Regions from separate parts of the Mus musculus genome. Here region 1 is linked to region 2. Evidence: chromatin contacts called from public HiChIP or PLAC-seq data. All regions are on one chromosome and are shown on one strand. The core of a region is the stretch at or near the end of the contact, and the rest is flanking DNA. Distances in the headings are between cores, read along the strand shown. Region 1 holds the start of Rpp21 (ribonuclease P 21 subunit). Region 2 holds the start of Ehmt2 (euchromatic histone lysine N-methyltransferase 2).

Evidence for each region. HiChIP or PLAC-seq counts read pairs in DNA pulled down with a chosen protein or histone mark.
Region 1: a contact with region 2 is called in an HNF4G HiChIP or PLAC-seq map of pancreatic cancer cells. The contact joins the promoter of Rpp21 here to the promoter of Ehmt2 in region 2. A contact is called at or near these places in 1 of 39 promoter capture datasets (erythroid cells) and 1 of 115 datasets of contacts at active chromatin or transcription factors (pancreatic cancer cells).

What each region holds. Positions count from the first base shown.
Region 1 is chr17:36,256,234-36,259,596 of GRCm38.p6, reverse strand. It overlaps Rpp21 (ribonuclease P 21 subunit), which reads left to right and starts at 1,751. Exons shown (of 5, transcript NM_026308.2): 1 at 1,751-1,814; 2 at 1,891-1,991; 3 at 2,073-2,155. The coding sequence starts at 1,758. It overlaps Trim39 (tripartite motif-containing 39), which reads left to right. Exons shown (of 7, transcript NM_178281.1): 7 at 1-724.
Region 2 is chr17:34,897,046-34,900,907 of GRCm38.p6, reverse strand. Ehmt2 (euchromatic histone lysine N-methyltransferase 2) reads right to left here and starts at 1,938. Exons shown (of 27, transcript NM_145830.3): 1 at 1,655-1,938; 2 at 1,342-1,548; 3 at 992-1,248. The coding sequence starts at 1,934.

The DNA of each region.
Region 1 (3,363 bases), core at 502-3,001, 1.4 Mb before region 2:
ATACATCTGAGCCGGGCGTGGTGGCATACCCGGGAGGCAGAGACAGGCGGATTTCTGAGTTCAAGGCCAGCCTGGTCTACAAAGTGAGTTCCAGGACAGCCACAGCTATACAGAGAAACCCTGTCTCAAAAAACTCAAAAAGAAAAAGACATACATCGGTCCTTCCATTGTTTCCCAAGGCAACTTGGAGAGGAGTCAGATATTAGAGGAGAGAGAAAGGTGTAGCTAAAGCCTTGGCCTTAAGGAATGTTCCTAAGTGGTTATTCCCAACTTGTCCACCTTGCCCCCTGGCTCAAAGACCTAAGGAAAGAAGGGAAGGTGATGGAGTCTTTCTCACCCATGAGAACAGGGTAGAAGAGGGTGGTTTGTGTAGCAAAGGGCCAGAAGACAGCTAAGCTTCTATTTCTATCCTTCACCCTTTGACATTCCCCTTTTCAGAGAATGTAAATTATTTTAATTTTAGGCCAAAATAAACAACCCATAGGGTACATATTTTGTCACAAAAGGTACCAGATGCATGCCAAACCAAACAACCTGGATTATCTGCTGCCTGGGTAATCTTCACACAAGACTGAGACAAGAAACTGCAGTGAGGGCATTCAGTTCCTCCTACCACCTCAACAGGACTTTGTCCACTCTACTCTTACCTTTGTGCCTTGACTGTGGTTCTTTGTGGCAAGATAATTGGTTGGTGAAAATATGGAACAAAGGATCCACTAATGTGATCTCTTGAGTTGCGTGGTAATTTGTCAGTGGATGGGTGTGGAAACTGTATGTTCTTGAGTCTCACCTTCTGTCCTTAATGGAGGTTTGGGTAAGCTTAGGAATCCACATTTTAATACACTCCCCTCATTTGTCTCTGAAGGCCCATACAAAACACCCAGGGTAAGTTTCAACGAATTGCCTAACTCTGAGCCAGCAGTCTGGTTCCCCACAGATCCTGCAGGGGCCTGGATCCCTCTGCTTCTGACCTTAGCCAGTAACTGGGAATCAGAAGTAAACACCAAGCCAGGTTGAATAAATGAGAAAAGGTCAGAGGAAGGAGGGTGAAGTAGATACTAATAAATAGCCGAGGAGACCGGCCATGCTGTTGTCTGGTTATTTGTGCTGTTCATGTAGCTACTAGCCCTTGGAACAGCAAGTGCCTTTAATAAGAAGTGGGAGAAAGGCAAGAAGCTCTTTGCTTAGGGATGTTTTGTCCTGTTAACTTATTTCCTCCCTTGTGATCTGATCTTTCACACTTTCAGGTCCATGGGCACTAATGCTTTTTATTTTTGAGACAGGGTCTGGCAATGTAGCCCATAATTCATATCCTGTAATTTATGGTAGTCCTACCTCAACCTCTCCAGTGGTGAGATAGCCAGAATATAACACCAGTTATTCTGGGCATTGACTGTTTTGTTATGTTACATCCGTTCATAGAAGTCCCAAGCATCTACCCTCGGCTTCAGAAGAGTAAGACAAAATCTAACCCAATGTCCACCGCAAACAACCCTCTTTCCAACCATAAAAGACAGGACTTCGGTCCTGTTATGTTTATGTACTTTAAGATCCTTTACCTGTTCCACGTCTACCTAATACGTGAGGGATACCAAACTAGGGCTGCCTGCACACAGAAGACCTGTGGGGTCCTCTGGTTTCTGACAGAAGCTGGTGCGGGGCTGAGGGCCCCCCCCCCTCCCGCACTACAGTTCCCAGCAGACGTTGCGCACTGCGCACGTCTGGGGCGGGACATCCGCAAGGAGGGGCAGACACTCATGGCGGGCCCAGTGAAGGACCGGGAAGCCTTCCAGAGACTCAGCTTCCTGTACCAGGTGAGACGCGCTCGGGGTGGGTGGCAGCCCGGTGTTGCGGCCGCAGAGTAACCTGGATGGCCGTCCTTGTTCCCAGGCTGCACACTGCGTCCTCTCTCAGAACCCCGAGAACCAGGCGCTGGCTAGGTTTTACTGCCACACAGAGAAAACCATCGCGAAGCGGCTGGTCCTCCGGCAGTAAGGCACAGGGTGGCGGGCAGGACCCGGGGCGCGGGCTGGCAGGCAGGCAGACAGCGACCTCCTCTCTTCCTCACCCAGGGACCCCTCTGTGAAGAGGACGCTCTGTCGCAGCTGCTCCTCTCTCCTCATTCCGGGCCTCACCTGCACGCAGCGCCAGAGACGTGAGTGCTGCCCCAGAGACATTTGTGAGGTGGGGACACTAGAGGACAGGGCAGGGCTCAGCAGCTCCACCTAGAGATGGAGACTTTCTGCAGCTGACTTAGTCCCTAAAACTATCTTGGACTACATGACACTCCTTAGTTTAAAAAAAAAACAAAAACAAAAAAAACAAAGCGATTTCGTTATTATTTCATTCCTAGGGTGCATTAAGCACTACTTACTAGCTGAGTGGGTTGTGGAGGTTCACGCCTTTTATCCCAGCACTTGGGAGGTAGAAGCAGGTGGATTTCATGAGTTTAAGCCTATCCTGATCTACATAATCCGGACTGGCCAGGTCTGCATAAAGAAACCCTGTCTCACACAAAAACACATACTGTCTCTTTGCTTTTGGTTTTGATTTTGTTTTGTTTTGTTTTTTGGCACAAGTGTCACAGTAGCCCAGACTGGCCTCCAATTCCCTGCAGTCTCCTGCCCCCACATCCCTAGCTAGGATTACAAGCATGAGACAACACACCCAGCTACTGGAGTCGTAATTTTAAATGCTTCAGTTGGTAGGGGTAGAGTGCTGAGTCCTACCAGTGGCAGGGAGGTAGGTATAACATGATAAACAAGAGTCAAACACTCTAGACGCTGGGATTCCCACACGAGAGAATGTGTGCTTTGTAGGGGCTTGGGAGATGGTTCCGTGGTTACTGTGCCCGATAAGCTTAAGTGTGAGGGCCTGACTTCAGATCTCCAACACCTGTGTACAAGCAGGTTGTAAGCCCAGCCAGCCTTGGGGAGCAGGTGAAGACGTACAGATCCTCCAGAGCACTCTCTGGCCAGGCAGTCTAGCTGAAAACATCTAGTCCCAGGTTCAGTGAGAGACCCTGTTCCAAAAAGACATGGTGGAATGTGGTAAAGGAAGACAGACACCCAAACTAGATTTCTGTCCTCCACATATATATCTAGATGAGTGTTCCTGTGTGCATACACACACACACACACACAAACACACGTACTCATGCATATAACAGTAACACATATGTGTATATACAATATGAATGTATAAATAAAAATAGGAATTTTTAAAAAAGAATCTGTGCTATAAGAAAAGGAATGCTCAGGAGGCTGGAGTTTGAGGTGGGCAAGATGGAGAGAGGTGAAACTGGACAGGAAGCTAGGCTGTGTTAAAGAGTTTGAACTTCACTTTAGAGTTCCAAGGGATTGA
Region 2 (3,862 bases), core at 689-3,188:
ACCATCTGTAATGGGATCTGATTCCCTCTTCTGGTGTGTCTGAAGACAGTTACAGTATATTCATATACATAAAATAAATAAATAAATCTTTTTTAAAAAAAAGATTATAAATAAAAGGCATGTGTGTACACCTTCAGCCCCAGGATGTAGGAGACAGAAAAAGGTAGATCTCTGTGAGTTAAAGGCCAGCCTGGTCTACACAGCCAGCCAGCCAGGGCTACACAGTGAGACCCTGTTACACACACACACACACACAAAACAACAAAAAACAAAAACTACTCTCTCAAAACAAAATAAAGCTCAAAACAAACAACAAAATAAACGAAACAAGACCCAGAGGAAGGCTACACAAGCCATACTTAAGCTGAATCAAGAGCCCTTAAAACCTTGACATAATTTTGATTTCCAGGTTCTTGTCACACACACACACACACACACACACACACACGCCTCCGCCCACATTCTGTCATTATGTGGCCTTCCCAGGGAAGAGTTCCCAGTAAAAACTTTATCTGGTTTGAGACTGGTCTCAAAGTAGGGATTTGAAAAACAAACAAACAAACAAACAAACAAACGAACAAACCAACCTCCCTAAGCATTTGTTCAGAGGCAAAAAACAAAACAAAAAAAACACAAACTTGGGAAGGCTGATCCTGCCCAGTCATTTGTGTAATTAGGACAATAACTATATAATTAATTCTACATCTGTCAGTCTCCTCTGCTGACCACCCCTCCCCAAAGAACACAAACTCCAGGAAGCCGACAATTACTCTGCTCACAGAGGCCCAGCCCAACAGCTGACACTTGGTAGCCTATTGGTAAATTCGAAAAAAAAAATCTGAATACAAGAGGTCTAAGGCTAAATCCCGGAAGAAGGAAAAAAAAAAAAAAAAAAACCCAAAAGAACAAACCACCAACAAAAACAAAACAAAACAAAAAATCCGACCCAGAGACTCCCCAAGTCTCTCCACCCCAACTTCCACACTCTCACCTGTCCGTTGCTAGGTTTGGACATGGTTTTCCGGGCTCGGTGCACTTTGGGCTGCCCCTCCTGGGCGGCAGTTGTTGCCGGAGAGGGTTCAGGCCCAGCAGTTGCAGCTCCCTGGGCCCCGGGCATGCTCAACAGCCTCATGGCCAAACTCTGGACCGAGGGGGGCGACTTTCCTGCCCCTGTCATTGACATTTTGGCCCGACTGGGACAGGCACCCCCCTTGCTGGGGGAAGAGGGGAACGACTTTGTGGCATGGCCTAGAAAAGAGGCAGGCAGAAAGGGGGTGCAGGGTGAGCAGGCATGCAGAAAGCCCCTCTGCGCCCCGTCTCCCTCACTCCCCAGTCTCTCACCCAGCACGATGCGACCCCCATCTCCCTCCAGGCTCTCGGGTTCGTCCCCGATGAGTGATGCGGCCCCGACAGGGGTGTCAGCCCCCTCATCGCCGACGGTGACAGTGACAGAGGCCGGAGAGGAGGGGCCGGCAGGCTCCAAGGAGTCGGGGTTGGCCTTGGGAAGGGTCTCCTCACTCTGAGGGGTGTCCCCCAAAGAGCTATGAACTGTCGGGAGGGGAAAAGAAAAAGTTCAGGGCTGAAAGCTCCCGGGATCCCGTGTTGGGGGTGGGGAGGGTGGAGGTCCGGTCGGGCCTGCTCCTGCTGCACTCACCTCTCTCGGCGGCTCCTCGGGGCTCCTTCTCCAGCAGCAGCGCCCCCATCTCAGCGGGGGCCTCCCCCTGGGAGGGGAGACAAGGAACCGGGGGGCCGGTCAGCCCGGCAGGCAGCTGGGGGGCCCAAGACGCCTGGGCCCTGGGCAGCGAGAGCAGGCTTCGGGGCCTACCTCGCCCTCGGTGGGCGCCCCCCCGACCGCGGCCGCGGCCGCCCGTGGGGGCCGCACGCCCCCGCCCCCGGGCCCGCATCAGCCCCCTCCCTCTCGGCAGACCCCGCATCTCTGGGGCCGGGAGCAGAGGAGGGGGAGGGGGCGGGGCCTCCGCGCCCCGGCCCCGCCCCCTCCTCCCGGCTGCACGCGCCGCTCCCCCTTTGTCCCCCAGGCCGCGGGGACCCCGGCCACCAACCCCTGCAACGCCCGCTGCGCCCCAGCCCGGCGGACGGCCCCTCGCGCCCCTCGCGCGGGCTCCCGGGGTCGCGGTGCCCACCGCCCACGCAGGGGCAGCGGGCGGCGGCACGTGCGACTCGGCGCCCACTCCCCCCACCTCCCACCCCCTGGTCCCCTCATCCGCCCCCGGTGTTGGCCCCCTGGTTTGCTGTAAGTTCGGCTCGGGCCCCCCGGCCCCGTTGCACCCCCGGAGCATTGCACGAGCGCGCGCTTCCCCCGGGCGCGCGCGCGGGCATGCACCCGCCTCTCCCCCTCCCCTTCCGCACCTCGGCGGCCGCCGCCGCAGCAGCTCCCGCCGCCGCCGCCATCGCCGCTTGCGCGGGGGGCCGAGCCGGCGCGCGGCCGCCCCGGGTCACGTGGACAAGGAGGGAGGGCGAGAAGACGCCTTAAAGGAGCCGCTGCGGGCCTCTTGGCCATTTTTGCCCCCCAGAATGGCCCTGGAGGTCCAGAACTGGGGCCTGTAGGGGAGAGGGCGTTCGCTCCTAGCCTGGGCTCCGCCGGGAGCAAGGGTGAGGCTCGACTGGGCTGTGGCTTCCCTGTCCCCGCCCGGTTTTGGGAACACGTGTAGCCTGAGCCTTTGCAGCTGCCGCGTGTGCCTTTCCCGTTCTGAGCCGCCAGATAGAAGGCTGGGACTATATCAGTTTTGAACTTTAGTGCACAAGAAGGGGCGACAGAGACTCACGGAAGACACCTTTACTTCTGGGTCAGTGTGCTTTTGGAAATCTGGGGGAAGTGTCTTCGGTTGCACTAGATATGTCAACTGAATGCAGCGGAGACCTCAATCTATTGACAGTAACTATTTCTGCCCAAATACTTCTCCATGGAGGGGGGGGGTCATGGTCCAGCAGACAGCTTAAGTATGATGGTAGACACAGCAAGTATACAACCCTGAACACTATCGAGGGCACCATCCCCCTCCAGGCATTAAGTCCTAGCCAAAGCTTGAAAATGCCTGTATGGTTGCTCACACAATATTGGACAGACAGGTACTTATGTTACTGGGCCCAAGGCCAATTCGGCATCTTATGGGAACTGTAGTCCTCTTTGGATTAAAAACTTTTCAGAGCTTTCTGGGAATTGTAGTCTTCTAGGTAATCAACTATAAGTTTAGCTGGTATTTCAACTTTCCTTAAAACTTGAGCAAAAATATGCAACAGATGCCCTTTTGCCATCTCTGTGGGTTCACTGGTCACCTGTGGCCCATGGCTTGCACTGCCACCAAACCCCGCATGGTTTATGCCAGCACCAGGGTTGCCAATCACTGTGTGATAAGGTTTCTGCCTAAGTGTTTAGGGCGTGTTCCGAGTCTCTGCTTGAGGCTCCTTTTGGCATGGGACTACAATTGTTAGCGCTGGGAGAATCTATGGTGGGTAGTCACACACATGCAATTGCCAGAATATAAAGAAAAAATGTTTTTGTTTGTTTTTTTTGTTTATTTTTATGGAAAACAAAAACTAAAACCCCAAACTCCAGAAAAAATCCTAAAAAATAGTTTTCTTTAAAAATACTGTATGTCTCTACTCCTCTCCCTCCCCCCAACAGCCCTCCTTGTGTCCTTTTTTTCTAAGTGCCCTGCCCCCCCACCCCTCCGCTACTCACTGTTCTCGCTACTGTAGCCTAATGTCTCATTACCTACCCAGGTTGCCCACCGTGTTCTCTTACCTGGCACATATCATTTCATTTCCGGTGAGCCTTGTATCTACTTTCCCACTTCCCCAGCATGCAAAAATCTCCTCCCTTCCTTCTGGTACTTCATACATG